2 separate regions of the Xenopus laevis genome follow, and region 2 is linked to region 1. The links are chromatin contacts, called in public Hi-C maps. All regions are on one chromosome and are shown on one strand. Each heading gives the region's core, a stretch centred on a gene start, on an enhancer-like site or on the middle of the called end of the contact. The rest is flanking DNA. Distances are from core to core; before and after follow the strand shown. Region 1 overlaps sulf2.S (extracellular sulfatase Sulf-2). Region 2 has its middle 140 kb from the start of sulf2.S.

Region 1 (3,476 bases), core at 407-2,906:
TGAAATCTCTTCTATTCCTGTGAGTTATTAGCCAGCCCGCGGCACAGTAATCTGCTTTATTGTTCTCTCTAATGTTTTATTAATCGGCGGAACAGCCGCACAGTGTTTTTATTTACGCACTTAATAAATGGGATGCAAATTCCTACTCTCGTCTCATTGCTCCTTAAGGCTTAGTGATGCTCTGCGCTCCCAAGTTCCGCCCAATCAGCTTCTTTGTTATTTATTTCAATTGGGCCCCGTGTTACTGTCTCTATGGGCATTTCAGATGAAGTTTGACGTACAGTGCATGCTGGGATTCCTGCAGCTTTTCCCTGGGAACCTGATAGGACTTCAAGTCCAAGACCCTTACACAGCTGTCCCAAATACTCGTATTTAGGGTGAAGGGAACAATTAGGGGGCTCCCTGGCAGAGAGGAACCAAGAGATTTAAAGGTCCAATGTGTTGGCCTCAAAAGTGTTGGCTTGCAGAGGAGTGATGGGGTTTGAACCTGCCATAGACAGGTTTGGGCATAATGGGGTGGGACTGGTGGATCAGGACATGGTCTGGTGTATAAATTGGGGTCTTATTCAGGATCCAGATGGTCGGTGGCCTAATAATCCCAAGCTCCCCTGGGGGTTGTCCTTCTAAGTAATAATTTTGGAGCCCCATCATGTTGGTTCAGAGCATGGCCTGTTGTAAAATATAATTGGGCTTTTATTTGTTTTCCATTGGGGCCCCTTTCAGCAGGGACTAGGGGATTGGTTGCTTTATAAGCCCAGGCCCCCTGGAAGGGGTGTGTCCTGCTAAGTAAAGATTATGGGGTCCCATGATTTTTGGTGGAGGCTTTATAACAACCTTTTGCCTGATCTGCCCTTGGAGGAACGATGCAGTCAGGGGAGGGAGAAATTGAAGGACACGGACATGAAAATATGGGGTTTGGAATTGGAATTGAGAGCAGGAGATAATGATACATGGCTAGGGGCTGAGAGAGAAGAGAAAGGGTAGAAAATGAATGAAAGTGGTTGGGTATTGTTTTTGATTGTCTAATGGCATTAGGATTGATCCCTGGACCTGCTACTACCCTTATAGTATTATACCAAATCCTATGCTGATGGTGGAATCCCCTTCCCTCCATAGTCAGTTGTCCTGTACCATGGAACATGTGTTGTGCCTAATAATGGCAACCCCCAGCAGTCTATTATCAATTAGATATATATTTATTTATATCGGGTTTGTTCTTCAGGTTTACAACATGCTGGTTGAAACTGGGGAACTGGAAAACACCTACGTCATTTACACCGCTGACCACGGGTATCACATCGGGCAGTTCGGATTGGTCAAAGGAAAATCAATGCCTTACGAATTCGACATCCGAGTTCCCTTCTACGTCCGTGGACCAAATGTGGACGCAGGATCTTTGTATGTAAAGTGCGATTTTATTTGGGGAGAGGGCTTAGATATAATATAGATATAAATACACACACAAGGTTATGTCATTTGGCAGTAGTGATGGGAGAATAAATTCGCCAGGTGAAATTTGCGAAAAATTGATGGAGTCAAAAAAGTCGCTCCCGTCAAAACCGTTGCGCGTCAACATAAATCCCATTGATGCGAGCGTCAAAATTCAGGTTTCGCTAATTTTTCGCCGTTTCACAAATTTCGCAGGAAATTCGCAAATTTTTCTGCAAAGCGAAACGGGACAAATTCGCCCATCACTATTTGCCGGTGCATATAGCTGACGGCACAGGCTGGCGTCTGTGTGGCAGGAAGACAAAGTATTGATCTGTTATTATCTATAGATGGAGCCACATTATTCCCTGGCTGAATAACATTATGATCACTGATACCGACCCAGTCCCACATGGAAAGAGAATTTAAAGGGGCAGTATATGGTTATATAAACCTTCGTTCCTCCCACAACCCAAACGTGATAGAGACCTTACATTATAAACTCTACTAGGGCAGGGACTGATGGGAATAAGGTTGCCACCTGGCCAGTATTTTTCCCGGTCGATCCCAATGTTATTAATAGGGAAAAAAGATAGATATATAGGAAGGCCGGTATTTTTGCTTATTCTGGGAGCTTTGTAATGGGAGGAGAATTATTTAGCCCCACTCTCACTCCCATTACAGTTACACATAACAAGCCCCTCCCACTCTCTTTGCTCCTTTAGCTACATTGCCTAAAAATATAGTGTTATATGTATTTTCCCATCAGCCTTTGGAGAAGATTCTCCTTGGTGTATCTTATCTTCTGCTGCTCTTGAGACCATTCCTTTCACCTTCACAGGAGACCGTGTACATCAAGGAGCTTCCCCGGGACCCACAGCGATGCATTTATCTGAAACAAATAAATAACAAAGATGTTTTATATCCTATTTACTTTAGGAATCCCCACATTGTACTGAACATTGATCTGGCACCTACAATCCTAGACATCGCCGGCCTGGACATTCCACCAGAAATGGACGGCAAGTCGATTCTGAAACTGTTAGAGACTGAGAGACCTGTCAATAGGTGAGAAGCACCCCCCCCCGATCTCTGATGGAATGCTCTGGGCACACAATAAGCTATACCCTCATACTGTACTGTCTAAGGGAAACAATATGGCACCTCCTTCCCATATGTATAAATACAAATATACAGAGAAGGAATGTTCTGGGCACACAATAAGCTATACCCTCATACTGTACTGTCTAAGGGAAACAGTATGGCACCTCCTTCCCATATGTATAAATACAGATATACAGAGCAGGAATGTTCTGGGCACACAATAAGCTATACCCTCATACTGTACTGTCTAAGGCAGGGATCCCCAACCTTTAGAACTCGTGAGCAACATTCAGAAGTAAAAGGAGTTGGGGAGCAACACAAGCATGAAAAATGTTCCTGGGGTGCCAAATAAGGGCTGGGATTGGCCATTTTGTAGCCCTTATGTGGATTGTCAACCTACATTGAGGCTCTGCTTGGCACTGCACCTCGTTTTTATGCAGCCAAAACTTGCCTCTAAGCCTTGAATTCAAAAATAAGCTCCTGCTTTGAGGCCACTGGGAGCAACATCCCAGGGGTCGGAGAGCAACATGTTGCTCACGAGCTACTGGTTGGGGATCACTGGTCTAAGGGAAACAATATGGCACCTCCTTCCCATATGTATAAATACAAATATACAGAGAAGGAATGTTCTGGGCACACAATAAGCTATACCCTCATACTGTACTGTCTAAGGGAAACAATATGGCACCTCCTTCCCATATGTATAAATACAAATATACAGAGAAGGAATGCTCTGGGCACACAATAAGCTATACCCTCATACTATACTGTCTAAGGCAAACAATATGGCAGCTCCTTCCCATATGTATAAATACAAATATACAGAGCAGGAATGTTCTGGGCACACAATAAGCTATACCCTCATACTGTACTGTCTAAGGGAAACAATATGGCACCTCCTTCCCATATGTATAAATATAAATATACAGAGAAGGAATGTTCTG
Region 2 (3,476 bases), core at 501-3,000, 250 kb before region 1:
CCCTGGAAACCACCAGGAATATTGGGTAGGACAGCGTTGTTTTAGGGGAAAATGGTACTTTCCATTATGGAGGAATTCCATTCCAGGTACCACTCTTCCTTTCTTTTAGATATACAGCAGTCCAGTCTTGCTTTGTGGCAGAAAGTCTAGATATACTCAGTAGTGATGTGTTGGTCAGGAGAAACTCAACCTACAAAACCTTAACCCACACCCAACTCACAGAATGTTGTCATTGTAGGACCTTTGGCCAATCCGTACCTGTGTCTTCCCATTCTTTACACTACTTTACACACGCCCCTGGATCCAAGAGAGAAAATCTTGAGGGACAGAGGAGGGTTATTGCAATGTAGGGGATCAATACAATGTATCCACCGCACACCTGTTTTCTCCAAAAACCCAACTGGTGGTTGGGTTGCCACCTGTCTGGTTTTGGCCCGGAAAGCCCGGTAATTTGAAGGGCTGCCTGGGTCAAAATTTCCGCCCCGTTTTCCAAATTAGGAAAACCAGGCAGGATTCCCCATGATTGGCTGATCAATTACCTGACTTTGTCCCATAGCAACTGCAACATATACGGAGCCACATACACACACAATTTATGCAGTTGGGGAGCTTACACCATTTATTGAATCAACATTTTGGGGAAGGGGTACACCTACACCCTCCCTTCATCAGGATCCAGCATATACCTGACAGGAAGGAAGGCCTGCACAGGAAGCGGTAGGAGAGAAGCTGACAGGAAGGAAGGCCTGCACAGTAAGTGGTAGGAGAGAAGCTGACAGGAAGAAGGCCCGCACCGTAAGTGGTAGGAGAGAAGCTGATAGAAAGGAAGGCCTGCATAGGAAGTGGTAGGAGAGAGGCTGACGGGAAGCAGGCCTGCACAGGAAGTTGTAGGAGAGAAGCTGATGGGAAGGAAGTGCTGCAGATGAAGTGCTGCTGTGAGGTAGAAGCAGAGGGAAAGCAAGATGCTTCAGGTTCCCACATATTACTGTGAGTGAAAAGTCAGTAGGGAACCCCAGTGGCAGAAAAGCGCACTCTATTTAGGGTGTGGAAGGAAAGGGGGTCCTTGTCAGGGCTCTGAAGAACAAAGCGTGCTCTTCTCAGGGCACGGAAAGCCAAAGGGAGTTCTTCTCAGGGCTCTGAAGAAACTGTCACATAAGTATACCTCCCAGCTGTCCTGTTTACAAAGTTTCTAAAACTGAAATGGCTTTTGGCAGTGAGCCCAGAATACGTGGCAGGCACACTTAGATACATTTGTTACAATTTACGATAAGCAAAAAAATTTGCGGCATATGTTTTTGTCCCTCTTTCTGTTTTCCAAATGTTGGTAGTATGCCATCCACCTCTCCACTGTGTGTGTGATTGTGGATCAGAGAAGTTCTCAAGGAGGTGTATTATAGCTCAGTCTGTCCTGACCCTGGGTGGAGGCCAAATCATTGAGTACCTGCTCTCCCCTGTAGCGAAGACACAGGACTCCTGTAGCACCACAAGGAAGAAAATCAGTGCTTGATTTCCTGCAGTAGCAGAATAGGGCTACGATAGTAACACAAGTCAAGGTGTCATTCAGCGCCGGGCCAAGCCGACCTAGACGCCCCAGGCAACCCGGCCGGCCAGCCCGCTCCCTTCTCCGTAATCGTCTCAATGTGAGTGCACGCCCAAACTCAACTTGCGCTTGAATGTGCAGTAGCATAGGGGAAGACAGGGGAACGATGGAAGAGCGTCAGATGGGAGGGGAGAGCGTCGGATGGGAGGGGAGAGCGTTGGATGGGAGGGGAGAGTATCGGAGGGGAGGGAGAGCATTGGGAGGGAGGTGAGAGCGTATGATGGGAGGAGAGAGCCATAGAGGGGAGGAAGGAAAGCAGGACACAGGGTAGCAAACAGGGACTAGAGGAAGGTAGAAGATGGTTTTACAGGTATGTGCCTGGCGCCCCCCTGTTGTTGCTCCCTAGGCAGGTGCCTCTTCTGCCTACCCCTAGTTCCCTGGTGTCATTGATATAATGAAAAGGGGCTGATGGGGTAAACAGATGGTAGTCTGAAGTAGTAGGCAGTAATCTGCCTTTATATGTTGGAGCAAATTAAAGAAATTAAGGAAGCAGAGCTGACTGGCACTCAAACGGATCCACAGGATCAGAGATATTCAGTTAAAAAATATTTTTATTAGTAGAAAAATTAAAAATATATCTGCATCTCCATCCACCCTACGCGTTTCGCACCTTTTAGGGTGCTTAGTCATGGGCTCATGGAAGCTCTGCTTCCTTATCTTCTGCTGTACTGCTCCCTAAAGCTGGGGGTCTGGGGCTGGTGCACCCGGACCACTTTCACTGTATGGTGAGTTACTTTACATTTAATTCTGGAGCACCGTGTCCTCCTCTATACATTTGAAGCAAATTAAAGGAAGTTTAAATTCGCCAATTATGACCTCTGAGAACAATATGAATGTTACACAGCAGCTATTGGCAAAGAGTCAGGCCTGGCACCCACCCATTATTGGCTGAGGGGCAGTTGGTATTTATTGGCTACTGGGTTTACTTGCAGGGATTGTCTGGCCCACACATCACTGGCAGAGAGTCCATTTCCAAAGAACAATCAAGCACAAGGTTTAGAATTTACTTTAGCAATTAGATCCATTACATTCCTGATTTGGAGATATCATTGGGTTCTAGCACCCCCAGACTGGGATTGTAGCCCGAAACATAAAGCATATATTTGTTGCTTTTGTTGTCCTTGAATATGGTATAGCAATATTCTTTTGTCCATGCGGCTGAAGCTGAGATAAAATACGTGGATCATACAGATTTACTATTGATTTTCCCTTATTTCCATCCAGAGATCTCTCTAAGCACCCAATCAATAACATGTTAGGGAAAGAAATGGCGGTTGGCGGTTGCAGGCTCACATGTCAGCGATTCCTCATGGAAACAGATGGGCTGTGTCAGGCGCATTTTGATTTAAAAAAAAAAAAAAAAGTTCAATTATTTCCCTACCTGGGAGGATTTAGCTTCTCCCTCCTGCTCGGAATTTCTTGCTCTGCCAGATGATTGGTGTGGACAGTTAATCTACCGGCTATCAGCGGGGATGGGGCACCAAGTGCTCCTTATATGTGTGTGTCACAGTATGGAATCCGCCATTTTAATATAAAGAGCCAAATGGATTTTGTATTATTTTTTTGTCTTGTCGGCTTAATGCTTGTGCTGAATATTATTCCTTTTCAATAAGGATGCTGTGAGCAATTCCAGAGAGTTACTTTTCTCTTTTATGTTATTTACTAGTAAAAAATAAGATAGCTAGAATCTCAGCCACAAAGCAGGGCAGGACTGCTGCTTACAATGGGGATCAGATAGGATCTGTGCAGCCACTGGGACAGAATGCTCTGTTATACAGATAGCTAGAATCTCAGCTGCCATAAAGCAGGACAGGACTACTGCTTACAATGGGGATCAGATAGGATCTGTGCAGCCACTGGGACAGAATGCTCTGTT

What was found. Hi-C and Micro-C count contacts between places; a contact is called where the count stands out from the background.
Region 2: a contact with region 1 is called in a Hi-C map of the XL177 cell line, with 6 times the contacts expected there. The contact joins two enhancer-like sites. A contact is called at or near these places in 3 of 4 Hi-C or Micro-C datasets (the XL177 cell line, the XTC cell line and animal cap).

What each region holds. Positions count from the first base shown.
Region 1 is chr9_10S:8,692,756-8,696,231 of Xenopus_laevis_v10.1, reverse strand. sulf2.S (extracellular sulfatase Sulf-2) reads left to right here. Exons shown (of 22, transcript XM_018238155.2): 8 at 1,223-1,398; 9 at 2,368-2,496. Among protein-coding and RNA genes, the nearest start is that of ncoa3.S, 55 kb to the right of the region's middle. Within about 2 kb of position 1,656, at least 1 of the 7 cell types and tissues checked has an H3K27ac peak or open chromatin away from gene starts, as enhancers often do.
Region 2 is chr9_10S:8,939,600-8,943,075 of Xenopus_laevis_v10.1, reverse strand. No RefSeq gene overlaps it. Among protein-coding and RNA genes, the nearest start is that of sulf2.S, 140 kb to the right of the region's middle. Within about 2 kb of position 1,750, at least 1 of the 7 cell types and tissues checked has an H3K27ac peak or open chromatin away from gene starts, as enhancers often do.